Linked DNA regions of Mus musculus: regions 1, 3, 4, 5, 6 and 7 are each linked to region 2. Evidence: chromatin contacts called from public Hi-C and promoter capture Hi-C data. All regions are on one chromosome and are shown on one strand. The core of a region is the stretch at or near the end of the contact, and the rest is flanking DNA. Distances in the headings are between cores, read along the strand shown. Region 1 holds the start of Stxbp3 (syntaxin binding protein 3). Region 2 holds the start of Rbm15 (RNA binding motif protein 15). Region 3 holds the start of Inka2 (inka box actin regulator 2). Region 4 holds the start of Prpf38b (PRP38 pre-mRNA processing factor 38 (yeast) domain containing B). Region 5 holds the start of Ddx20 (DEAD box helicase 20). Region 6 holds the start of Fam102b (family with sequence similarity 102, member B). Region 7 holds the start of Rap1a (RAS-related protein 1a).

The links. Promoter capture Hi-C pulls out the DNA fragments that hold promoters and counts their contacts. A called contact is a pair of places that touch in the nucleus more often than the background predicts. Capture Hi-C pulls out chosen DNA fragments and counts their contacts.
Region 1: a Hi-C map of erythroblasts shows a contact between it and region 2, with 8 times the contacts expected there. The contact joins the promoter of Stxbp3 here to the promoter of Rbm15 in region 2. A contact is called at or near these places in 1 of 39 promoter capture datasets (pre-B cells) and 1 of 484 Hi-C or Micro-C datasets (erythroblasts).
Region 3: a contact with region 2 is called in a promoter capture Hi-C map of embryonic stem cells, with 3 times the contacts expected there. The contact joins the promoter of Inka2 here to the promoter of Rbm15 in region 2. A contact is called at or near these places in 5 of 39 promoter capture datasets (embryonic stem cells, erythroid cells, hippocampal neurons and 2 more), 1 of 484 Hi-C or Micro-C datasets (the G1E-ER4 cell line), 3 of 115 datasets of contacts at active chromatin or transcription factors (astrocytes, extraembryonic endoderm stem cells and trophoblast stem cells) and 1 of 9 other capture datasets (adipose tissue).
Region 4: a contact with region 2 is called in a promoter capture Hi-C map of liver, with 4 times the contacts expected there. The contact joins the promoter of Prpf38b here to the promoter of Rbm15 in region 2. A contact is called at or near these places in 3 of 39 promoter capture datasets (liver and pre-B cells), 1 of 484 Hi-C or Micro-C datasets (CD4 T cells) and 1 of 115 datasets of contacts at active chromatin or transcription factors (embryonic stem cells).
Region 5: a contact with region 2 is called in a promoter capture Hi-C map of pre-B cells, with 7 times the contacts expected there. The contact joins the promoter of Ddx20 here to the promoter of Rbm15 in region 2. A contact is called at or near these places in 11 of 39 promoter capture datasets (the C10 cell line, cranial neural crest, embryonic stem cells and 7 more), 8 of 484 Hi-C or Micro-C datasets (CD4 T cells, CD8 T cells, the G1E-ER4 cell line and 3 more), 7 of 115 datasets of contacts at active chromatin or transcription factors (astrocytes, embryonic stem cells, extraembryonic endoderm stem cells and 3 more) and 1 of 9 other capture datasets (liver).
Region 6: a contact with region 2 is called in a promoter capture Hi-C map of pre-B cells, with 6 times the contacts expected there. The contact joins the promoter of Fam102b here to the promoter of Rbm15 in region 2. A contact is called at or near these places in 3 of 39 promoter capture datasets (cranial neural crest, liver and pre-B cells) and 1 of 115 datasets of contacts at active chromatin or transcription factors (pancreatic cancer cells).
Region 7: a contact with region 2 is called in a promoter capture Hi-C map of liver, with 4 times the contacts expected there. The contact joins the promoter of Rap1a here to the promoter of Rbm15 in region 2. A contact is called at or near these places in 7 of 39 promoter capture datasets (HPC-7-derived erythroid cells, embryonic stem cells, hippocampal neurons and 3 more), 1 of 484 Hi-C or Micro-C datasets (B cells), 5 of 115 datasets of contacts at active chromatin or transcription factors (differentiating embryonic stem cells, embryonic stem cells, extraembryonic endoderm stem cells and 2 more) and 1 of 9 other capture datasets (liver).

What each region holds. Positions count from the first base shown.
Region 1 is chr3:108,838,994-108,842,529 of GRCm38.p6, forward strand. Stxbp3 (syntaxin binding protein 3) reads right to left here and starts at 1,509. Exons shown (of 19, transcript NM_011504.1): 1 at 1,427-1,509. The coding sequence starts at 1,475.
Region 2 is chr3:107,331,265-107,334,608 of GRCm38.p6, forward strand. Rbm15 (RNA binding motif protein 15) reads right to left here and starts at 2,025. Exons shown (of 2, transcript NM_001045807.1): 1 at 1-2,025. The coding sequence starts at 1,816.
Region 3 is chr3:105,702,399-105,706,095 of GRCm38.p6, forward strand. It overlaps Inka2 (inka box actin regulator 2), which reads left to right and starts at 2,201. Exons shown (of 2, transcript NM_175398.4): 1 at 2,201-2,427. The coding sequence starts at 2,371.
Region 4 is chr3:108,910,134-108,913,433 of GRCm38.p6, forward strand. Prpf38b (PRP38 pre-mRNA processing factor 38 (yeast) domain containing B) reads right to left here and starts at 1,596. Exons shown (of 6, transcript NM_025845.3): 1 at 1,031-1,596. The coding sequence starts at 1,309.
Region 5 is chr3:105,686,006-105,689,564 of GRCm38.p6, forward strand. It overlaps Ddx20 (DEAD box helicase 20), which reads right to left and starts at 1,566. Exons shown (of 11, transcript NM_017397.3): 1 at 1,119-1,566; 2 at 634-728. The coding sequence starts at 1,422.
Region 6 is chr3:109,026,199-109,029,748 of GRCm38.p6, forward strand. It overlaps Fam102b (family with sequence similarity 102, member B), which reads right to left and starts at 1,409. Exons shown (of 11, transcript NM_001163567.1): 1 at 987-1,409. The coding sequence starts at 1,123.
Region 7 is chr3:105,799,184-105,802,851 of GRCm38.p6, forward strand. It overlaps Rap1a (RAS-related protein 1a), which reads right to left and starts at 2,198. Exons shown (of 8, transcript NM_145541.5): 1 at 2,056-2,198.

The DNA.
Region 1 (3,536 bases), core at 259-2,758, 1.5 Mb after region 2:
GTCCTAAGACTATTTTACAGCCTTACATCTTTTTCCTTTCATCCAGCCTGCCTATCTATATTCTACTCTCCATGTGGTGAGCCTGGTGTTACCCTAAGTTAACAAGAACAGGGAAAGCCTGTTATCTTCATGCTATTGATACTGGCGTTACTAGCATAACGGTATCTTTTTCTCATAAGCCCTGATATAAGGTGCCATTATAACTCAGAAGTAATTTCTTCAGCACAATTTGTCACCCACTTTCGTATGAGAGTCAATATAGACAATCTGCCTAAGTCAGTGCTTTCCTTACATCACGTGGGTCCCTGGGGATGCAATTCGTGTCCTTGGGCTTGACAGCAAGCACCTTTACCCACTCAGCCACCTTGCAGGCCCCCAGAAAGGATAAATTTGAAAATAATAAATATGAAAGGATAATTTTGTATTTCACAAAGTCTACTTATCTATTTAGTACCTTCTATATGGTAAACACCATGCCTGTACTGTTTTGGATTTTAATTTTATACAAGGAATTCTTGAAGGCAGAATTCTGTTGGCTAATTCCTATTCTGTTCCTTGTTCCCCAAGTCGGAGTAAGAAACACTAATAAGACGTTATTCCTTTTCTACTACTAGACTATAATTACTTAGAACCCAGAGATGCCAAACAAGGAAGGTCCTTCCGGTTTGCTGCTTTCATTGCTCTTCTAACCTGGCAGACCTAGGTTTGGTGTCATTTTAATAAAAGTCATTAAAGTTGGTCGAACCAACAAGAAGACCAATTGTAACACAAGGAGCAGACTATGCAGGGACCGGATACTAGATAAAACTTTAACAGTCCGCTGTTGCTTTCTCAAGAACTCTTTTTTTTTTTTTTTAAAGCAAGTCATATTCTCTTGGAACAGTGGCAGAAGGCGCTCTTGAAAAGCTACGCCTGCACTTTTTAAAGGACAAGACACTGAAAAGGATGGTAGTAAAAACCCTCGGTGCTAACATGAATATGGGACACCAAGCGGCTTCTGAAAACACGGGGACGAGGGCGGGACAGAGTAGTAACACAGAGCTCAGACTGTGTCGGATGGAGAGACGTCCGTGCCTGGTGTGGCGAGGGGGGTGCAATGGGAAGAGCTGTCCCGGGACAGCACAGGGACTTGGGAGGGAAAGTCGGCCCGAGTCAGGTCGCCCAAGGGTGGGGCTTTGCGGAAGAACCTCACCGGGGTGAGAGTTGGCCAAAGCCGCGGAGAAGGCCGCGTCTGGCCACCCCGCCCATCCCTGGTGCTGGCACGAAACCCGACTCTGGGCAAGCCGGAAGGAGTCAAGCCAGGGACTTGGTCCCAAAGCAACAAGTGCCCATGCAGCTCCCAGAGAGGCTGCAGAGCTGCAGCGGGAAAGAAGACCCCCGTACAGCCGACCCTTCCCGGCCTCATCCCTGACCCCTCCGCACTCACTCCGCCACACGACGCTCTTCAGTCCCCGCTCCGATACCGGCGGCGCCATCTTCCCCCAGCCGTGGAGCTACAGCCACCGCCTCCCACTCGCAACCTACTTTGGCCCTGAAAGCTGCGCTCGGGGGCGGGCCCTTCCCCTCGCGGTGGGGAGGCTCCGCCCCCTCCGCGGGCCGCGCCCTCAGGTGACGTCACGCGCATCAACTAGGGCGTGTCCCGCCTGTGCCTGGACTGCGGCTGCGTAGTGTGGTCAGACTTCTGTGCACTGTCTGGCGCCCCCTAGCGGAAGCCTACTATAACCCATATCTCAGTGTCCAATTTGGCATCAGAAAGCAAATATGTGAACTAACACAATTTATACAATTATGAATTTATACATACCGGGTCTTTTTTATTTTACATTTATCTGTGTGTATGTATGCATGTGTGCATACCAAGGCTCGCAGGTGAAGGTCAGAAGACCTCATCTTCCACAGTGTGGGTCTTGGGATGGAACCTAAGTTGTCAAGACACATCCTGCCATCCCCAATACGGAGACTTTATGCTTTACAAAATAATGTTTCATTCAGCAAAGCAATTCAAACTATACTGTTCAGAAGCCTGTTCAACCGCCATATGGGAAGTCTATCCCTCTCAACTTCATTTTAATAATTTTTGAAGATCATTGATTATTTAAGCTGTAAGGTAACCACCAGTGTTCCCAGAACTGTGATAGAGTTTCAGAAAAGTCTAAGAAATGAGAGACCCTCTTATTCCTATGAAGAATTTTACATTTTAAGTTATAGAGCACGATTCCTAGAATTGTTAATTCCACAAGGCAGGAGTAAGACCACTACCATAATTTTAGAGCTAAAATTGAAGCAAGCTTTATTATATCCAGGAGCACCAGAGACCTGGCCAATTAGGGGTTAGAGAGAGAAGTGCTGAGAGTCCCTTTTAAGGAGCAAAATAACAAGTAGTTGCAAAACAGTGTTACAGAAGCAAGACAACAGGGCAGTTGGGAAGTATAGGAAAATTTCAAAAGGACAAAAACCAAGTACTTAGTGATAAGGGAGGGTCAAAGTGTTCTCAAAAACAAGTCATGGTCACAGGGTGGTGCAGGGCAGGTTCCAAGAAACAGAAACTTAAAAACAGAAACTCAACTCTTACAATAAACGAAACTTTGTGTTTAACAATACAACAAAATGTCTCCTACCTTAAAAATGGAGTCAGGCAGGTTTCTCATTCTCCCCTTGACCTTTGTGTCCTTCTCAAATCCTTGATAGGGGACTGTCTTTAATAATGTTGTCAAGTGGCAATGATTCTAGCCTTGTTTGGTGGATGCAGGGCCCAATTATGGTAGCCAGTAGAAACATTAGCAGGCCAAAGAAGGGGAGAGCCATCTTAGCCATGTTGTCGGTCAACATTTGTTTGAAAGATTTTGTTTATTTATTTCTCCATCAATACTTGTCAATAGTATGAGAAGAATCAGAGATACTAAAACAGCACATTTCGGTAAATTGCTGACAACCAAGATTACATTTAAGTAACAGGTAAGAGGGATCTTTTCTGACACAGAGTTTCCTTGTTGACTATCTATCTGGTGGTAGATGGAGCCAGAGGTTATACCCCAAACTATTAGTTACACACAGGGTTCCTTTGGGTATGCTAAGTTCAATCGAGGTGATTGATGAGTCTTCCTTTCTGCTTCTTATTTTAGCACACCTGTGATTTCCACTATTAGACCCCTTTAGAGAATATTTGATTATGCTAAAGTCTGTATTATTACTTTGGGATTGGTCAGTTAGAATAGGTCATCTCTAGAATCCTCCATCCATGGTGGATAAAAGCAATCGTTTTCATAACAAGACAGTATCAGGGTGTTCCCTATAATAGGATTGCCTTTATTTCCCCCTTCAAGATGCGTTTAGATTCTGTTTGCAAAGCTTGAAAATAAGACGGCAAAACCGTTAGCCATAGGACAATCATGGTATAGATTCCAACAGCAAGATCACAACATTTAAAGTTATGTTAGATGGTCAAACCTTAGAAAGTTTGATTTCTTTTTAAAGATTTACTTATTTCATTTATATGAGTACTCTATAGCTGTCTTCAGACACACTAGAAGAGGACA
Region 2 (3,344 bases), core at 775-3,274:
CAGTGACAGCACTAGTTGCAGCCCGAGCACTGCGTTCTCGAACCGGTGGTGGGGGTGGCACCCAGTCAGAATCAGTATAAAGGTCCCTATCACGATCTCTGTATAGTAAGGGTGGTGTCCTGTCCCGAGCACTCCTCAAAGGGTCAGGTGCTCTATGTCCAAAAGTATCCGTCACTAGTTCATAGTGGGTCAAGGGCAGAGGCTGAAGATATTGCTGCTGGTAACGATGTTCTGTGTCTGCAAAGTCTACCCTGAGGCGACGATCTGGGCCACCAAGTGGGAATCCACGCATATGGGTCCAGGCAGCATGAGCTGCATCCAAACTTTCATACTGTATATATGCCCAACTGTCACCTTTACGGTAGTCTATGGTTCGAATGGTGCCAAATCGGTCAAATTCTCGTGCCAGGGCAGCAAGAGGCACCCAGGGTCCCAGACCACCCACCCAAAGTCGGGTAGTGGGTGTGGCTTTACCATAACCAATCTTGATTGGATTCCGAATTATAATTTTGCCAGACATTGCAAGTTTGGCCCTGTGAGACATGTCTAGATTCTCAAATTTGAGAAAGCCATAGGTACTGGTCTGGCCTCGAGAAGGCCTCTTAATGTCCACTTCTGTGATGACTCCAAAACGATCAAAAGCCCTTCTGAGATCATTTTCCGTCACAGTGATATCTAAGTTGCCCAAGAAAAGTGTCCGGTTGGCACGCTGATCGTCCTCAGGTGATATCTCATCCACTTCTCGGAAAGGAGCCGCACCTGCTCCAGCTCCCACCCTCGGCTCCAGGCTGTAGGCCGGGCGCACCCGGTCATAGAACGGATAGTCTCGTTCTCTTTCCAGCTCTCGGGGCAATGGTGGCGGGGGTGGAGGAGGCAGGCGGCCCAGGGCCAACTGCTGCAACCGGTAGTCTCTGTATCCCAGAGCAGCACCTCCAGGGGAAAGCGACCTCTGACCTCCCCCTCCTCCAGGGGCGTGCCGGTGGCTACCGACTGAGGTCCCGACCACGCTGGATGACGGGGCGTAAGCATCTTTGTCTAACGGGGAGCGGCTGCGGCGCCGGCTCACGTACACGGCTTCTATCTTCAGAGGCCGGTCATAGAGCACCAGGCGGCCTCTGGCATGCTTGGCCGCCCTCGCGTCCTCTGGCCTCCGGAAGTTCACAAAGGCTACCCGCTCATCCCCGCTGCCAGAACCTGAGAGGTGACTGATTTTGACACTTACATCACCGAAGCGTTTGAACTCGTGAAACAGCCCGTCCTCCACCGCCTCGTCGCTCAGCTGGGACCCCAGCTCGCTGATCTTCAGGGTCTTGTACTCCACGCCGTCCCCGCCGCCGGGCGCGGAGGAGGCGGCCCCGGAGGAACGTGACTCCCCGCCTCCACCCCGGGAGCTGCTGCGCGACTCGCCCCCGCCTGAGGAATTTTTGGTGCTCGGGGAGCTGTAACTGTGCAAGCGGCTACTGGAGCTGCCCCCGCCGGTCTCGTACTCGCGGCTGCCGCCCCGGCTGCTGGACTTGTCCAGATGAAGGCTCCGCCGCGACCCGCCGCTGTCCGTCTTCCCGCTGCTGCTCCCATTGCTGCCGCCGGAGCCCCCTAACTTCTTGCTCCGCTCCCCACGAGAACTGGAGTCCTCACCGCCACGGGAGCGCTTGGGCTTGACCGGCGAGCGCTCCTTTCCTTTCATTGTTGAGGGTCGCCGGAGGTCGTCTCTGCGGAGCTGACTAACCCGCCACCCCGCGCTCGTTTCACACAGCGGACTCGCACGCCGCCATCTTGGACTCCGCCGCGGCAAAGGCTCCCGCCCCGCAGACCTCATTGGTCAATTAATTCACTCTTCAGCCTTCTCATTGGAAAAACTATTTGTCCGTCTTTACATCTCCCCGCGCTCCGGGAAGGCGCCCGCCCCGACGCTGTTATTGGGTTCCCAACGCCCTAATCCCAGTACCTCATTGGTTATATTCGTTGTCTATCTTAACGGTTCCTCGCGCCAGGCTGTAGCTCCGCCCCTCGCACTTCATGGTCACCTGACCCAAAGCCTAGAAGCGTTGATTGGACAAAAACTCTGCCCTGTAACGGTACTTCTAGCACGGCGAACGCAGCGATCCCACCTTCTCTTCCCTTTCATTGGTTTGTGGCCACGTCTTTTAAATCACTATCGGGAAGTCTGGACATCAGTTCAGGCGTTTTTTCCTGAGAATTTGGCTCTCTCCGATCTCGCGAGAGACAAAGAGCTCGCTCGCTCACTCGCTCACTCGCTCGCTCTCTTTCGACCCCAGTCTTCCAACTTCTCCGGCGGCTGAAGAAAGTTTAAATCTGATTGGATGTTGACGAGGAACATGATTGGATAAAAGCGCTGTCCATCACTCACTTAAAGGAGTAGGCCCATAAACTGAGGCGTCTGAAGGTGAAAGACTAAGACCACGCGCTTGCTGTGCGACGTCACTTTGCTGTCGCGAGATGGTGACAGTGAGTCAGGCCCGCCTCCCCGCGCTTTCGGCGTTCTCTTAAACATTTGTTAGGTCCTTACGGCGTACTTGCCTGTGCTTCGGTCCTTCGAGTCTGGAACTTGCGGGCTCCTCACTGTCCTGTCTGGGCGGGACAATGGGCTCGGTGGTCCTTCCGGCTGCTGGCCCTCACTCGATCCGCCTAGGCAGCTGTCCCGGACAGTCCAGCCGACACCATCTTAGTTAGCTGCCTGAAAAAGCCCCACCCCCGTGCGCGAGAAAACGCCTGCCCCGGTCTGTGCGGCCCGCTGGGGCGGTGAGTTCAGGGTTCACAGAGCCTCGGGTCACGCTGACGCCCTGGGCGGTACCGAGTCACTGCCCGCCCGCGGACACAGGGAACAGCGCCGCGGAGCCCTGGCCAGTCTCAGTGGCCGCCTTAGGGCCCGCAGTGTCCTGCAAGCCCACTTACTGGTCCGACCTGCAGGACCACTTGCAGATTTTTGCTTCCTGCTTTATGTTGTGAATCCCTGTAAGGTTTGCATTTATAAAAGATGTGTGAGACATAATATAGCTGTGCTTTGCTTTAATGTGTCACACTTCTCACTGTGCGGACACTACATTTATCTCGTTTCTAGGACTCCAGCACTCCGATTAATCCATAGTAGGACCCAGTAACATGGCCACCTTGCTCCCTCCTATATCCACTTCCTTTGACTCCTTTAACCGTGATTCCCGTCTAAACGCCTCCCGTCTCCCACCTCTGCGACCCCATGCACCTGAATCTCTTAAGCTTATGTAATACTGGTGATCATGAGATTAGATGCGTAGTCTATCCCACTAGCGTTTACCTCCTGGTGAGAGGAAATAGGCTTTTTGCAGTCTTCCCAAAAATGTACCTAG
Region 3 (3,697 bases), core at 951-3,450, 1.6 Mb before region 2:
TGGAAGAAGTAGAGATAGAGAGAGAAGGAGAGATAGAGGTAGGAGAGATGGGGACCTATTCTCTCTTTACTCACACTAACCTCAGACTTGCAATGGCCCAGCATTATAGAAGGACTTCAGATACTTGCTGGTACTTGTGTTCCAACATCCTGGGGAGCCATACAACAATATGTGTACCCCTAATTTATCTGGAAATCTCTTGTGATCTCTGTACAGAGATTGTGGTTATCAGTTATGTCTTTCAGTCTCCATCTTCAGAGCGGATGAAATGTGTGCAGTCCTTGCTAATGCTGTTTTCTTCACCTGCACAATGGGACATGTATTCTTACGTCTTGACTATTTTGCAGGTGGTCGTCAAAAGGCAGTTTTGTAGGGCTGGAGAGATGGCTCAGTGCTTAAGAGCATTTGCTGTTCTTCCAGAAAACCAAAGTTCCATTTCTAGCACTCACAAGGAAGGAAGGAGAGTCAAAATTGCTTGTAAACAGCTGCTCCAGGGGGAGGGTGTGGGATTTGTACCTTCATTTGGCCTCCCAGGGTACCTGCACACATGTGGCACACACATACATAAAAATAAATCTTTAAAAAGGCAGAGAGGTTTGTAAGGAGTATGATATGTTAGACTCACAAGGGTTTAAATGATATGCAGGGGAAACTGAGGCCCAGGAAAGCATTTGAGTTGTTGCCCCAACCACAGTGCTACATTTTTGTCAAGAGCTCAGACTGCTTGCCTCTCCTGGCAGTTCAACCACAGCCAGTACCCTAAATTCCAAAGATGTTCATGCCCAGGTTTCAGGGATGGAGAAAACCACAGATCTGCAAATGTTTACCGAGAGCTCCTTACAACCGGCTGCTGTTCTGCAGGGTGAAGATATAACTGTGTAAAAGGGGTGGGGCTTCAGGGTGGGGAACCCACCTCTGTTTCCTAGGAGGGTCATGGTGGAGGATGCTGCTCTGACCCACTACTTTCTTGAACTGATTCAACAGCACCAACACCGTCCAGCCTAACTTTCTGACTGGCACATCACTCTGAAGAGGAGTGAGAAGATAGGCCAGGAGCATAGTCACAGTCACCAAGTTCTTCACCTACCCCCTAAATGTTTTTGAAGAAGTGATCTTGGCTGGCATCAAATGAATGTCCACAGTGTCTGCTTTCTCCCTTCGCGGCTTCTCTTGCATCCTTTTGGTTCTGTCTCACACAGACCACCAAAATCTTGCCAGGGGCAAACTTTCCCCTATTAATTTTCTTGAAACAAAGCAAAGCAAATTGTTACTAATTACTCTGGCAGGCCGAATGGTGAGGTGTTTGCTCACCGAGGGTAACTTAAGTCAGGCAAGTGGCCAGGAGGCCGGCTTTAGAAGTATCGAGTTGGACTGGCCTGCAGAAGCACCCCTTTCGCTGTGCCCCAACTCCACCCCTTACACCCCTAGGAGTTACTGCATGGGTACCAGGGAAATGCCTGTCAACTATCCTCAGAGCGTCCTCAAGTCCTCTTCTCCCCTATTCAAGAAGGCCAGCATTAGGGAGTTCTAGGAAGGGAAAGGCCTGTTTCTCCACTCCCTGCCAACTCTATTGAAACAGCTCCCAACACCCCATCTTTAAATCTTCCATTAAAATTCGCTCTCTGAAGTGACTATCCTCATATTTACTTGTTTGTCTCATAGTTCCTTCTCCTCCACGATAAAAGTTATGCAAGGCTGAGACCTTGTCTCTCTTACTCAGTATCACCAGGTCTACCTTGAACACAATAGACTGCCACACCAGCTGAGACCTAGCGGAAGCCGCTTCCTTCCGCTAGCGCTAGAGAGGAGTGGGCCCGGAGGAGATGAAATGGAGCCGTGAACTTCCAGGACCCTCTTTAGAAAGAAAAGGCTTCTGAGGGATTTAAGGGGAAGGCAAAGGAGAGCGTTTTCTTCTCTGAAAGGAGTTAAGATTCAACACTGTGACCCTCCTGCCTAGTCCTAGTCCTCAATCCTAAAACTGCGTTCTTCCTTTATAATAGACAATGAATGCACTTGACTGGGGGCTTTGCCAGTTCCATGCCCCACAGAACCCAGAACCTAATCAAGACCTCTGCGAGTCTCCCAGTAGTTGCTGCTGTCTGCAAGGCCGGTGACAGACTTTCTCGGGTCGCCAGGCCCGAGCACCCCCCCTCCCCGACCGCTCTTCCCATTGGCCGAAGATACCCCTTCTGAGTTCTCATTGGCTGCTGCACTTTTCCTCCGCCCCTATCCCGGGCATTGAGCGGCAGCAGCGGGGAACGCCGCTCTAAGTCCCCACGCTGGAGCTGAGGCTCGGCTCAGCGCGGATAAGGGCGCGGAGCGCACTGAGAACCCTACTTTCTCGTGAGCCCGAGCCCAGCAAATGGGCGAATGACAAAGGAGAGCAAGGACATGGACTGCTATCTGCGTCGCCTCAAACAGGAGCTGGTAAGATCGGAGCAGGAGCCTGGGGACAGGGAGGACTGCTCCACCCAGACCTAGGTACCTGACTTGCCCCCCCCCCCCCCCCCCGCGCTCCGTGCACCGGGCGGAAGCGGAGAGGAGAGGGGAGGAGAGGAGAGGAGAGGAGAGAGGATGCCAACTGGTAGGTAGAGGCTAGGGACGTTGCTCAGAGGTAACAAACTTTGGCAAAGATTTCTGATGAGATATGGACAAGTAACAGGGAGTCAGAGCACCCAGATAAGTTGAATGTGACAGAACAACTGAAGAGAAAGGAGGACACACCCAGAGGGGACAGGCACACGGACGGAGTAAGGCTCAAGTGTCCAGAGTCGCAGGAATGACAGGCACAGGCATCGGGCGCCAGTGGTCGGGTGCCGGGCTCCTGAAGCGCGCAGACAGGTCCCTGCCCTGTGCAGGAGGTCAGGCTGGACTGCTCGCTCGCTCGTGGGGAGCTGGCACCGCCCGGGGCCCCCAGCTCTGCTGGGCTTGGCAGAGCTGGCGCGGCTGCGGGGGCAGGCTTGGCCGGCTGTCTGCCCGGGCTTGTCTGCCAGCAGGGAGGGGGGTGGCAGCTGTAATGACGGGGGAGGAGGGGTGCCGCCTGGCAGATCGCGGAGCGGGAGTTGTGGAGGCTCGGCCAGATGTCAGGTCTGGGCTTGGGGAGTGCGCTGGGAGTGTGCGGGGCCTCGGGGTGCTGAGGGTGAGTATGCTACCCTGGAGTGGGGGGATGAATCACTGAAGAGGGATAAGTGACTGTTAAGGCTGTGTTAGGGAAGCCAGGTGAATTCTGATTTCTTTCTCTTGCCTCTCTCTCCTCTTGTCTCTCTTCTCTCTCCTCTTTCCCCTCTCCCTCCTCCTTCCCCTCCTTCCCTCCCTTTCTCCCTCCCTTCTGGTTTTCCTTTACCACCAGGATTCAGACAGATAGGTAGGTAATGTGCGTCTTTTCTCAGCTCCGCCCGTCCCTTCTCCATCTAGACTGCCTTAGCTTCTACCTCCCACTCCACCTCTCAATGTCTCCTTCATTTTTATCTCCCATGGCAGTAGGCCCTCCTGGCTCACTTAGCTCCTTCTTTCTTCTATTCAGTCAGGTCACCCAGGCAGATCTGGATTCAGAGAGTGCCCAGCTCAGGCTTCTTAAGATCCCGAGAGATAACCTTTCCAGTCCTAGCTGCAGAGATTCCACTCTGCCTGCCTGGCAATGTGTAACAGGCAGGCTTTGGTGGTAGTAGGGTGGAGAGAGGAAGCAGAAGTAGAATAG
Region 4 (3,300 bases), core at 346-2,845, 1.6 Mb after region 2:
ACTATTAATACTCATTAAAATATAAATTAACCTCGGAGGCCTGGAAGGTTATTTTTTAAACTACCTAATTTGTAGGGAAGTGGAGACTCTAGTTAGTGAGACCAAAATCAATGGCCCAACACCAAACCGGTAAAAATAAACCTAATTAGCCATTCATTTAACCAGGGAAATGCATTTATTGGCGATTGAGCATGATTAATAGTGCATACCTCTACCTGCGACCCTGGGCTGCTCCGAGCCTCGCTGCAAGACTGAGTCAATCCTGCTAACGAAACAAGAACTGAGACAAGAGTGCAGTGAGGAGGCGCCAGGTGAGCTCCCCAGCACAGCCAAGCCAGCACCGACCCTGCCGCAGAAAGAAGCCCAGGGCCCAGAGCATTCTAATTATGCCCAACGCACAGGTGGCTGACACCTTCGACTCCTGACTTCCTGCTGGGAAAAATTTCCAGGCCTTCTGTACACCTCTTTTGCCCTGGCACTCCACGCCACCCTCAACCCTCCCGGCCCACCCGACACACTCACTGGCCAATTTCTGTCGGGATTGGAGAGCTTAACGAAGAGCACGAGGCCGACATTGAAGTAATTACTTCAGTAATTCCGCTGGCCCGGGGGGCAGCGGCAGAAGCACCGAGTTAGTGCTTAGTCGACACAGGTAAAAAGGAGTCATTTTTTTAAAAAATGGTGAACTTGGACAGGCTTCTGGTATTACTTTTCTCCTCTCCCCTAGAGTTCTTGCCCAACAGCTCCCTAGGGATAGGCAGGAGGTTGGGGTAGGTTAAAGATCGATTGTGGCGGGCTCGCCCGGCTATTAAAACAAAACAAAAAAAACAAAACCTGAAAAGGAAAAAAAGAGGGCGGCCCTAGCCCGACCCGTCCCAAACCAGCCCCAAGCTTCACTTCTCCCTCCGCCAACTTTCCCCCTCCCCCAAATCCGCGGGTCTCAGGAGGGAGGGAAAGGGGGTGCATCCACGGTATCCGACACCCCGCTCTGGCGAACTTACCCCCGACACGCGGCCTAGAGGATGCGTACCTTAAAGTAGATCTCGTCCACCACCTCGTGGTAGGTCTTGAGCTCGTAGAGCTGCACTTTGAAGTAAGGCGACGACAGGATGTTGGTGAGGATCATGGGGTTGAGGTTCATGGTCTTCTCGTTGCCCCACAGCGGCAGCACATTGCCCTGCTTGCCCGACACCGCCGGCTTGGTGGCGCCGCCGCCGCCGCCACATTGCTGCTGCTGCTGGGTCACGGCCGCGGCCGCCTGGTGCTGCGGTTGCGAGTTGCCGGTCAGCGCGGGGCTGTTGTTGGCCATGGTGCCGCGGCAGGAAGGAAGGAGGGCGGGCGGGAGGAGGGAGGCCAAGCTCGATCGCGCTCTTCGGGACAACGGTCCCGGACCTACTCCATGGAAGGCCGTCGGGGCAAGGAGCCCGCCGCGTTGTGCCCCAGCCGAGCGGGAAACTGCAACTGGGACGCCGACACACGGGAGCCCGGGCCCGAGACGGACGCCAAAAACGAGGCGGGGAGAACTCCGGACGCAAAGCAGAACGGGCAGCAGAGGAGCTCGATCTCTTCCGCCAACTGCCCCTGGGAACAAGATGGCGGGGCCAGCGGAAGTGACGCCATACGCCCGGGCGTTCGAGCTAAGGCCGTGGCCAATCAGAGCCGCCCGTGTGTGCAGGCTATTCCTCTTCCTGGTTGCGCGAGGTCGTTGCGTGTTGGCTCGGCTCCGGTGGTCTGTGTGCCGGGCTGGTGGCTTCCTCCTGGGACTTTGGCCCAGGGGGAAGGGGGTCTGGACACAGTTGCTATGTTTTAGAGTTTGCATCCGTTGCTTGATTTTTCTCGAGGCAGGAAGAGGGTCTCGTGACACTTGTGTTCTGGACGGATGCGTGACTGCTCCTGCGGAGCGGTCGAAGTCTCATGAGTTAATTTTGTTAGATTCTCCAGAAAGGACTAGAGTCAGGGAATTGACTCCGATAGAGTCCTTGAGGCTTTCGCAGAGGTAATAGTGTCCTACCGGAAGTCGTAGACGGCCCCAAATTTTTTTTCTCCTAAGATTAGGATAATATTTTAACTGGGTTGTGAGCTTTAAAGAAAGTACTCTCAACTGGGTGTGGTGGCGCCCGCTTTATTTCCAGTGCTGGGGAGGAAGGGGCAGACGGGTCTGTGATTCTGAAGCCAAGTTCCATAGACATCCAATCTCAAAATAACAAAAAACATAAAATCTGCTACCCTACGTGGAGTGCTTCCATTGACTCACCTTTTTTTTTTTTTTTTTTTTTTTTTTAATTTTCAATTAGGGTCTCACACTATAGCTGAGGCTAGCATGTAGCTCAGGCTGGCCTCAAACACAAGACAATCTTTACGCCACAGCCTTCGAGATACTGGGATTTTGGGTCCTGAGCTACCACATGTAGTGAGATGCTAGTTCTATGGTACCGCTGCACTGGGCTAGGCCTTAGAAAAGGGAGTGAGGAATGGAGATGGAGAAAAGGTGGGAAAGTAATCAGGGTATCTGTTCTCAAAGGTACTAATAATTTAAGATTAATAGTGTTTGAGAGTTAAGAGGCTGCTGGAGCCTTTGACCATCATCTACTATTTACCATCTAATAAGCCTGATTTGAGCAAAGAATGGCTTAAGCATAGAAAGCAAAATCAGGCTTAGAGATGGAAAATAGCACAGTTGGCAAGAAGCTGGGAGCTGTGCTTCGTGGGGAGTAGTGGCAATAAAATGTCTGTAATGTGTGGATGAAACATTAGGAACTTAATGCTTACCAAAGGCTACCCCACATCCTTATAGTGTGTGTGTATTTAAATCAGGCTAGGTTGGTTTTGATGGCTACGTCTGAAAGGAAATTTACATTCCAGAGACTGAGGCAGAACAATCAAGAGGCCAAGACTAGACTGGTATAATAATCTGACTTAAAAAAAAATCAGGCTATTGGTGTAGTTTAATGGTAGACGAGGTGCCTAGCTAGCATGGGCAACGTTGGTTTAATCCCAACAGAAACGTGTTTTCCTGTGCTCATTCATGGATATGAGCATTAGGGGCTGAGGATGTTCCTCAAAGGTAGAGACTTCATTAGCAAGCAAGAGTTTCAGCCCTATCACTGGAAAAAAGAAAAATAGTTCATATGCATAATTTTAAATATGACCTTGACGTCTACTTTGTATTGCTTGCATTATTTCTGGCTTCAGTCCATTCTTCAGCAATGGCCAGAATAATTCCATTAGTGCTCCTCTGCTCCTGAATGCCATGAGGTGAGCAGCCTGCCGTGCGAATCGCCAAACTCCAATCGTTGGTCG
Region 5 (3,559 bases), core at 316-2,815, 1.6 Mb before region 2:
ACAAATACAAGAATCCTGGGTTTAAAGGAATCACATTGAAGATCGACCATCTCAAAAGCCCCCTTTTGAAGTCAGCCATCACTACACACTCCAGACGACAGTGTCAGGATCACATCTTATTCACTGTTTAATCCCTAGTGCCTACTATAGTATTTATATGTAACAATGGCTAAACAAAGCTTTTTAAAGAATGATCCCCCAAACCCAAAGCTGAGTAGGACAATCTTAAAACCATATCCCGAGGCAACCTAGAAAATGAGAGATCAATACAACACATACACAAGGCTTTAAGAACCACCTGAAATTTCTGCCATAGCACAGTACTTACTAATCCAGAACTTCTACCTTCTATGTCTAATCCCACTCTAGTCAGAAAGTAAATGAATTTTTAATTGTACGATTCCAACTGACAAATGGTCGAGATGTACTTATAACAGAAAATTCCAACTTTAAAATACTGGACGTAGCCTTGGCCACAACTCACCGACGTGACCATCTAGTTTACTTCCCTAACTTGCATACGCTTTGGTCCGGCCTCTTCAAACTCACCATCTGGAAGAGTTACTAGTTTGTCACGACTCTCAATAGAGTCACGTGCTACACACCCCCTTCCGGATCCTGAGTTAGACTCACCTGAGTACTATAGTTTTCAAGAATCAGAGAGTCCAGAGCAATGGTGGAGAATACACAAGTTTTTCCAGTGCCCGACTTAGCTTGGACAATTAAATCTGAGGAAGAAAAAAATTATATATATTACATATTATTACCTAGATTTACTGATGCCACCAGATACCAAATACGAGAAAGGAGAATGAAGAGGTTCTCTGCCATGAGGACCTAGTTGCCACCTGTATTTTTGGTTGACTCTCAAACGCGCAGGAGGTGTGCTTGATGCCCCAATCTCTTAACCACCGAGCTACCTCCCCAGCCCTTTGCGCCCCGAATCTCTGCCGCTCACCTTCTCCAACTTGGACTCCATGCTGGAAGAAAGTCCTACCCTCAAATTCAACTGCGCGCCTTAGAGCCTGGCTTAGCCCCGCGATGGCGCGGAGCCGGAGCTCTCCGGGGGCCACGCCGTCCCCTCCTTCCCCCCACCGCCGGCCGGCCCCGGTCCTCACCGAGCCCGCAGCGCCCCAACGGGATGGCCTTGAGCTGCACCGGAGAGGGTCTCTCGAAGCCGGCCGCCCGCAGACCCTCCAGCACCGGTCGCGACAGCAGCAGCGACTCGAAGTCCGCGGGCTCCGCCAGCACCACGTCCCCGGTACGTGTGCGCGGCCCGCCGATGTCGTGTGCGGTCCGCTGGGTCCACGGGGATGCCGGAGTCGGCTCCACAGCCTGCACCGGCGCGGCCGCACGCTCCGCAGCCATAGTGGACTCGGAGGTTGTCAAGGCCGCCGGGACTTCAAACGCCGCCGCCGCCATGGTAGCCGCGCCTCCAGATCTCGCGATATTTAGACTTGAGGCGGGGCTCCTGGGAGCGAGAAGGAGAAAAACTTTATTGGCAGCCTCCCGGAGAAGACACGGACACGCCTGGAAGCGGAGGGGAAGAACGGAAGTCGGAGGCTGTCACTCTAGGAGGGAGCAGAAAAAAAAAAAAAATGTAGCCTGAGAAAGAGGCGGGAAGAGCGAGGGAAGATGAGGCTACCGGTGTGTTGCCGCCTGCGGCCTGCAGAGGGCGCCGCGTGCCCTTGGTGGGCGCCGCCCGCTGCCGGCCTCCCGCGGCTCTGAGTGCCTGGCCGCGCGGCGGGGCTCCAGACCCGAGCGCCCAGGACGCGCTTTGTGACGCAGCTCGCGAATCGGTCGCCGTCGCCTGGGCTTGGAGTCGGCTCCTTGGGTCAAGCTCGGCTGTAGCCACGCCGAAGTCTTCGCGATCCGTACCCTGTCGCGTGACGGAAGTCTCCTGATATTTAAGTGGAAACCTGGACTGCACGCCAACTCCTAGGCTCTGCTTGATCGCTCTCTCGGAAACCCTAGGCTAATAGACGTCTCGGGTCCAACGGATCTTTTGTGTGCCCTTCCTCCGTTATGGGGTGGGCAACTAGCACACCACTTTCCCTTCCTCTAGACCCACTCATGTGTCACCCTGTCAAAGAGGCTTTTCTTGAAATCTTGAGTGGTTTCCATCCTGACTGCTTCCTGGCCTTTCCCATTATTCCCACCACTATCCCCGAGTTTGATTATTTGGTTTGATTGGCTTAGTTAGTTGGTCTGTTTATTTTCTAAATCAGAGTCTCCCTATGCCGCTCAGGCTGGCCTCAAATTGGAAATCCTCCTGGCTCAACTTTTCAGATACTGAGATGACATGTGTGTGCCACCATACCTGGTCAGGTTCTTCATGATACAACTACCTAAAATGTTTATTGTCCACCCCCCACCACCACCCCCACACACACTTTCCATGAGGACAGAAAGCTATTCTGATTTGTTCCCTTCTGTCTCTGGTAGGAGAAACATAATCTGGCACGTACTAAATACTGTTTTTTGAAAGAGCTCTTAGAACAAAGCTTTAGTCATGCTTCCAAATGTAAGCATATCTTTATTACTTTTCTCATTGATGATGATGGACTGAGTCTCAGAACCTGTAAAAGAACCCCAATAAATGTCCTTGGCCATGGTGTCTCCTTACAGCAATGGAAACCCTAACTAAGACATGTTTGCTTAGAAATTAACAAAGCACTAAGCAAACGTCCACTATCCAAATGAAGGAAGAGGAACTAAAGATCGCAAGCTTCCTCATAGTTGCCCACATCTTTCACCCACCCAATCCACAGATGACAAATCTGAGGATTCCTTTTTGCTTTGCCTTCACCCTCTTTCTATCAAACTACTGTCAAATACTTGTGTCTCCAAATGTCTCATCCACTCCTTTACCATCTCCATAGTATCTACCCTGGGTCTTCTGGTCATCCTAACTGTTGCAAAACCCTTCTAGATGGGCTTCCCTGTCCAGACCATGAACCTCAGAGGCACAGAAATTACTTCCTTTATCTTTCTTTTTCCTAAGAGTTGAATCCATGATGTTGGCATACTACACAAACACTTCACTGTCTAACCACACTCCCAGTTAAAGAGTGAAACTCATTCCTCACTTCTTCCTCTCTCTCAGTCTCTTTTTCTGTTGCTGTGCCAAAAGCACCTTTAGGGAGAAGGTTTGGGTTGGGTTTGGGTTTGGGTTTGGTTTTGGTTTTCTGGACCATGGTTGAAGATACAGTCCATTATGGTGGAAAAGTGAAGGCAGTAGGAACTTGAAGTGGCAGGTCACGTTACATCCACTTTCAGGAAGCGGAGAACAGTGGATGTTTGCAAGTGTGAAGCTTTCTTCACTTTATACATGCCAGGATCCCCAAGAGAGAATGGCCCTGCCATTATTAAGATGTCTTCCCATATCAATTAACCTAGCAGAGATAATCACCCAGGGCCCATCTCCAGGTAATGCTAGATCCTGTCAATTGGATAGGTAATGTTAACCATTACGTTTCCTTTCTCTTTTCAAGATATTTTCTCACATTTATAGAATCATTAGAAACACACTTTTTGTTAAGGTAATGAGAGGATAAAT
Region 6 (3,550 bases), core at 159-2,658, 1.7 Mb after region 2:
TTTCTGGCTTCCGTCCCACAACCCATTGACATTTTTTCCTTTACATTATTAATGGAACAGCAGATAAAAAGAATATTTTTTAGGGTAAAAATGAAGTTTACGTAGACAAAACATATATTGACGACTAGCCCCTTCTCCTTGACTTTAAGAACTTAAAAGTTCATTCCAAAACTTCTTTCATGTATCTTGTTTTTCTGTAGAGAAAAATATCTAAGAGCAAATCTATCAATGTGTAACCTGCCCTTAAATTACTCAAGGAATCCTGCCATACATGGCTGCGTTCTGTCACCTGCTGTCAGATTCTTTCCCAGTGTCTAGGTGCTCATTTTAAAAGGACATGGAGGATAAGGTCTGGGCTCTCTTGATTCTAAGTCTTTCACTGAGACCCACTAGTGGCCACTTGAAGATGGGTAATTGAGAATATAAGCACATTAACTGGAGACATAGCTCTAAGGCAAGCCAAAGACTACATAGTCTCGTCTGCCAGGAACGCTTGACTCAAGACAAGCCCGACCAGGCGTATCCCAAGCTCTATCGTGGCCACCCTAAGTCCCAGTAAAGTCTCAGTAATTACGTCAACCACAGGCGGTTCCGAGTGGGAGCTCTTGGACTGTAACAGTTTGGGTCATTTTCGCTTCTCTAAGGTTTACGGTCTACTTTGGATTTTGCAAATATGGGAAATGTCTTTGGACAAACCAGAAGCATCCTTTCTGTGTCTCCACCGTTCCTGAAGAACTGGGGGGAAAGCAGACTCAGGGGCCACCTGAAGATAGGCGCGCGGGACAACCAGCCCAGCCCACTGCGAAGCACTTGGTGCCGTTTGTTCGATGCTCTGGCTGATTTCAGACTCGTCTCTGGAGGACGATGAGCTCACCGAGCTGGCAGCTCGACAGAGCAAAGGGGCCAAGCATAGAAAGGGATGCTGGCCGTGCAAGAAGCCCCTGCCTGCGGGCAGCCGCGGGAGAGCAGCTCCCGAGGCTCCTTACCTGGAGGACTCGGCGGTGAAGCTGCCGCCGTCCAGCAGCCGCATCTTGCAGAAGAGGACCCCGTTGACGAAGGGCACCGAGGAGAGCTCCTCGAGCTCGAAGTCCACCTTAAACTTAAACTTCTTCTTCTTCATCATCGTGAGGGCCAGGCGCCGGCGAGCGGGCTGCGCGGACGGGCGCCGCCGCCTCAGCTCGGCCGAGCCTCGGATCCGCCCAGCCCCATGGCCCGGGCCGCGAGCGGCGCGTGGGGGCGCAGCCGGGGGGCGCCGCGAGTCGGCGGGAGCCGGGGCCGCCTGTCGCGGCAGCCCGGGCCTGAGAGCACCGGCGGCTGCAGCGCGGACCCCGGCCGCCCGCGAGGAGCGGTCGCCTTGCAGCTCGCCCGGGGAGTGGGCGCCCTTTCCGTACCGCCGCCGCCGCCCGTCTGATCGCGAGCAGAGAGAGAGGCGCCGCTAGGAGAACGGTCGCTGCCGCCTCCCTGCCCGGGGCGCCCCCAGCGGCCGCAGCCGGAAGCGCACCCAGCGCGGAAGCGGGCGGTCCGCGGAGGGCGGAGGAGCTCCGGGCGGGCGCGCGCCCCGCCGGGGAAGCTGGGCAAGCTAACACGCGACAGCAGCGAGCTCGGCACGCCTCCCCGGGGTTAAAAAAAGACAAACCCAGCCGAAAAAGCTTCCTTGTGCAGCTTCCTCTGCGCCTTTCCTTTCTGGGTTTGCACCGCCCCCCTTTCTTCCCCTCCCCCTCCAGTGATTTCACGGCCTCTGGGTTTGAAGATAAATAGAGACAAATAGAATCCCAAACCTAAAAATCTTCTGTAGGGTCTCTAAACCCCACTAGCTCTTAAACATTAGATGAAAGTCAGCTAGGAGAAAGGAAAAGATTAAAATTTGCTGTGGCCACACCAAGTGCCCAAGCAAGGGGCTGTGCCTTGTGTTTCCCGTCATTGATGGCTTGTTTATTTAATTTCTGTCACCCAGGAAAGAAAAAGGACCAGAGGAGTTAAAATACTTTCCCCTTTAAAATCTGTACATACTGTGAACACATGAAGTCAGATTCTAAAGGCATACTTAAAAAATTCTTTTTAGATGAATATCAATTGTCCCCCCCCCCCCCACACAGTATCTACTGTTAAAACGTATGTTATCAATTTAATTGCGTACTGTTTTTGAGGGGTGGTGGTGTTTTTAGGTACTGTTGTTTGGTTTGGTTTGTAGTCAAGGTCTCTAGCTCAGGCTGGCTTCAAACTCCCCATGTAATCAAGGATGATGTTGAACTTGTGATCCCCATGTCAGGGTGATAGGGATGTGCCGCCATGTCATGTTTATGCAGTTCTAGGAATCGAACCCAGGACTTTCATGCATGCTAGCAAGCTACCTCACAACTGAGCTACATCCCCAGCCTGGCATCTGGCCTTTTTAATTTTTGAAAAGGTGTAGTTCAAAAGAATCCTCTTTGTAGATCATTCCTTTACGTTTTTTAAAAATTCAATTGATGTGTCTGGGTCTCTTGCCTGTGTTACAGGCCTGTGAACTACATGTGTGTCTGGTAATTGCAAAGACCATAAAGTGTGTCTGATACTCTTAAACGGGACAGTCGTGAGCTGCCCTGTGGATTTGAGAAGTGAACCAAGTCCCTTTGGAGCTGCTGGGCCATCTCTCCAGCCCATTTATTTATTTATTCATATAAAATATTTTAATTGCCTAAACCACCAGTTACTGGCTAGATAGATTCCATGACCAAAACCCAAAACCTGCTTGTAATAATTTTAAAGTCCTGGCCTGGCCAAGATGGATCAGTGTTAAAGGAACTTGCAGGACATGAGTTTCATCCCTGGAATTCACATGGCAGAAAGAAGCAACTAGCTAATCCCGCAGATTGGCCTCTGACCTCCATCCATAGGTTCACTGTAAGGCATGCACACCTACAAATACACTTGCATTATATAAATAAATAAATAAATAAATGTATTTTTTTAGACCTTTTAAAGACAAAACTGGACTGCAGAGAAATGTCGGTGGGTAAAGAGCCTCAGTGCAAGCCGGACCTCAGGAGCGTCCACAGTGTGACTTCAATCCTGAGAAGCCATGGAAAAGTGGAAAGAGAACCAGCTTCACAAAGTTGTCCTCTGAGGCCCGAACACCACCATGGCATGCATGCTTTCACACACACACACACACCCACACACACACACACACACACACACACACACACATACACACACCTCTCACACCCCGCACAAGAATAACACTACATAACAATTTAAAAAAGGCAAAACCTAAGACAGAAAAAAGTCCTAAATTTAAACGAAGTACAACTTGGAATAAGAAGTGATGAACTGAATGAATAAAGTGATGGCTTTATGGATTTTACCTAGGATTTGGGAGAAAGTAGGAGGTGTTCCAGGTGAAGAAGTAGGAGAAATAAAGATTCAGACTACTACTTGGGCGAGGGGAATTTTGCTGCCTTGTGGGTCAGAAAGAGATGGGGGAAGTGTTAGTGGACTTTGATGTCTGTAGCTTGCAGAAGCAGAGGGCCTGAACATTGCGATCAGGAGGGCAGGCTGGGGATAGGGG
Region 7 (3,668 bases), core at 948-3,447, 1.5 Mb before region 2:
TGAACAAGCTTGGAAGAGGAAAAAAAAGAAATTATTTGATTTTCAAATGCTCATATTACTAAAACATAGATTATACAAAAGTCTGATTAGTCATGATTATGAGTTTAGAGGGGTCAAAATATACTAGGGAGTATTGGTTAAAAATGGCTACTGGTTAGAGCCGGGGATATAGCTCAGGGGCAAAGTGCTTGCCAACCCTGCTTGAGGCTCTGGATTAGCTCCTCAACACTACAAACAAAATGACTGCTAAAAGTTCCCTGCATGAAGCTGGGTTTCATCCCAACACCACATAAACCAGGGAAGTCTATACTGATCCAAGCACTCTGGAGGTCGAGGCAAGAGAGTTGGTGGTTCAAGGTCTTCCTCAGTGACACCACTGAGCCACAGGAGATTGGGGGGAGGGGAGAGAGGTTCCTGAGAACTTTTCCTCATAAAACTGAAATCAATTTTAAACCTTGTTCCAAAATCCTCAGAATTTAGGGTGAAAGCACGATCACACCTGAGGCCACAAAAAGTGTGCACTTTTGCAAAGTTTTAATATGAAACTGAATAACATCGAGATCTCTGTTCACTTTTAAGATCGGTGTCTATGGGTGGCTTTAGAGGAGACCAGAAGCTGAATACAACATTCTGGGGATAAATGTCTGTTTTGTTTTTCCTGGGCAAAGGAAGAGTTCATATGCATCACCATGTTCTAGAAATGGTTAAGAATGACATTTTTTATAATGGAAGCGGAATGCAACATTTAACATAAAGATTTCTCTCAAAAAGATAAGAGATGTGTAAACAGACCACTCAACTCATTCGACAAATGCTGGGACAGGTATAATCCTTGCTAACGAACACAATCATAACAGAACCTGAAGTAGCAAGGAACTAAACTAAACAAGAGTCACACTAAGAAAGAATATCCGAAAATGTAAATTTAATTTTGAAACAAAGTGTTACAGAAGAGCATAAAGACAGGAAAGAGTCTGGGACCTAATCTAGTACTTACTCTACCAAAGTGTTACAGAAATCAATTACATCAAAAGAAAAAAGTACTCACAGGCATATCTACCCCCACACACTCTGACAGGAAACTCAAAGAAAGTTTCCAAATCCTGTTTCCAGCATCATCTCTTCTAACCGCCCGCTTCTGAAGGCTAACTCCCCTGGTTAATTCTGAGAGTCGACACTTTGACTCTAATAAAAACAGTATCTTCAGCCACCCAAGAAGCAGACAACAGCGGTTGGTACCTGTCCCGCTTGGCCCATTAACCTCCTGCCCTTTTATTCCATTTCTTACACAGTACTTCCTTCAAAGCAGCGACAAAACGATTTTCCTTTCCCAACGGCAATACACTCACAGTTTCTGAGCGGTAGCTCTTTTTCCAAGGCATGAAAGGTCCCCTCAACTCTAGTTTTCTATCCTGTGAGGAAATCTCAGATAGGAGGGGGGGCGGACGCGGGGGACACAACTGTCCTTCCTTGCTCTTCTCCTTACAACAGCCAATTACACAACTCAGCAGAAGACACTGCCCTTAACTTTCTGAGTAAGGAGACAAGCTACAATCCCACCACCCCACACTCCTCACACGCCCTCGGTGGGCGGAAGACCGGAATCACACCGTGGCCTCTTTCCTGACAAAATTCAGGGGTAGCAGCAGATATCAGAGAGTCGAGAGCGACGCTGCAAAGGCGAACACATGGCAAGCGGCAGAATACAGAGGGCAGGGAGGGCGGGAACCCGGGCTGGCGGCGGAGTGGGACACAGAGGTGTCAGCGCTCGGCGGCCGGGGCAAAGGCCGCGCGGAGGGCACCGCACCTCTCCGTCCGCGGGGACGACAGCCGAGCGGGCGCGGACACGCGTCCCATCTCGCGGCCCGCCCCTCGCGGCCGGTCCCGCAGGCCCCGCCGGGCCGCCTCGGTCCGCGGGCGTGGCTGGCTCCGGCCTTCAGCCGCGGCCCCTCCCGCCCGCCGGGCCCCCGGCCGCCGCCCCGGACTCGCGGACGGTTAAGAATAGGCCACCGAGGTGCGGCCAGTCCGCGCCCCTCACTCGCACCCCGTACTCACCCCGCGGCCCGGCGCCTCCTCCACCTCCTCCTCCTCCCTCCTCTCGGCCGCGGCTCGGGCTCGGGCTCTGCACGGCGGCGGCAGGAGCAGCGGCCTCGGGAGCGGCGGCGGCGGCGCCTCCGGAACGCGCACGCACGCAGCACGCAGGCCCCGCCCCCCCCGCCCTGGTCTCCGCCTTCCCCGCTGTGTCCGGAATCTATTTAAGGGAGCCGTTCTTCAAAGGGTGGGGGGCATAGTGTGCCAACAGGAACTGGGGCCTTGCCTTTGAGAAGGTGGTTAAGGCCAACATTGAAATGAGGAAGGGAAAAAAAAATCAGAAAGAGAATTTTGAAGGGATGCAACCATGGGACAGCTGTTAGTTGAGTGCCTAGTAGGTCCCCAATGCCTAGGCATACATAGGGAAAGTCACTTATAGAGCTCTCATCCTCGTGACCCAGGAGAGGGAACACGAACAACAAAAAGAGTAGCAAAATTCACAGGTCACCAGGGAGGGCTTTGCATGCTTTTGTTCGTGCTATGAAGAAACGAGCCTATCCAAAAGAGGCTGGATGAGAAGAATACCTTCCTGGGTTGAGAGGAAATCAGCCACAAACCCCGAGGTGGGGTGTGTCTTCCATATTTCACAACTAGCAAAATGCAAGCGAAAGGATGGATAGATAAGTAGAGTCTATGGCCAAAGAGTACTGAGGCGCCAAGATCTGGACAAACGACCAGACCCGGTGGAGCCTTTGGGCCATTGTAATGACAACAGGAAGCCCCGAGGAGAGGGTGGGCCCAGAAACAACTATATCTAGTTCATGTTTTTAAAGGTTAACTTTATGCAGGGCGTGGTGGTTTACTCCTGGAATCCCAGCATTTTGAAAACAGGAACAGAATTGCCACGAGTTTGAGGTTAGCCTGGACTACACAATGAGTTTCAGGCCCATCGGGAACTGGAGTGAGTCTCACTGTGTATGTAAAATATCCAACTGAAGCACGAATGTTCACAGGGGAAGTCTAAGGTGGCTATTCTCGTCCAATTGGCCAAGAGTGGTTATTTTATTTTAGATTTTGTTTATTTTAGCTTTATTAAACCTATTTTAATAGATTTAGACTTGAGAAAGCAGAGGGTCGAACGAAACAATTAGGAATGAATCTTAGGTTGGGGGCCTGCTGACTGATATCATTTAATAAGAGAGAAGATAGGGTAAGAACAAAGCTGGGACCAAAGAAATTGAGAGTTCAGTTTTATGGGGGATGGAGAAAGTTCAGTGGTGATGAGTCTGAGATATAAATTTGAGATCCATCAGGATGTAGATGATTTGACCCTCCGGTCTACATAAACTCTCTTAGGGATGGGGAGTAACTGGAAGAGAGGACCAAGAGAAACTTAGAGGTTAAAGATAAGCAGAGTTGACAGTCAGGTTAGAGGAACCCCTTGGAAGGAAGGAAGTTGTTAGGGAGTTGTTTTAGAAAAGAGGGAGTGATCAGTCAGTTCCCTTGCCTACTGCTGAAATAGCTAAGAAGACAATTGAATCTCAATCTCTGCCTCACCCCCACCCCACAGTCCCCATCCCCGCCACCCTGATTGGTTCATGCTAGACAAACTGCCACTGAGCCTCATCCTCAGTCAA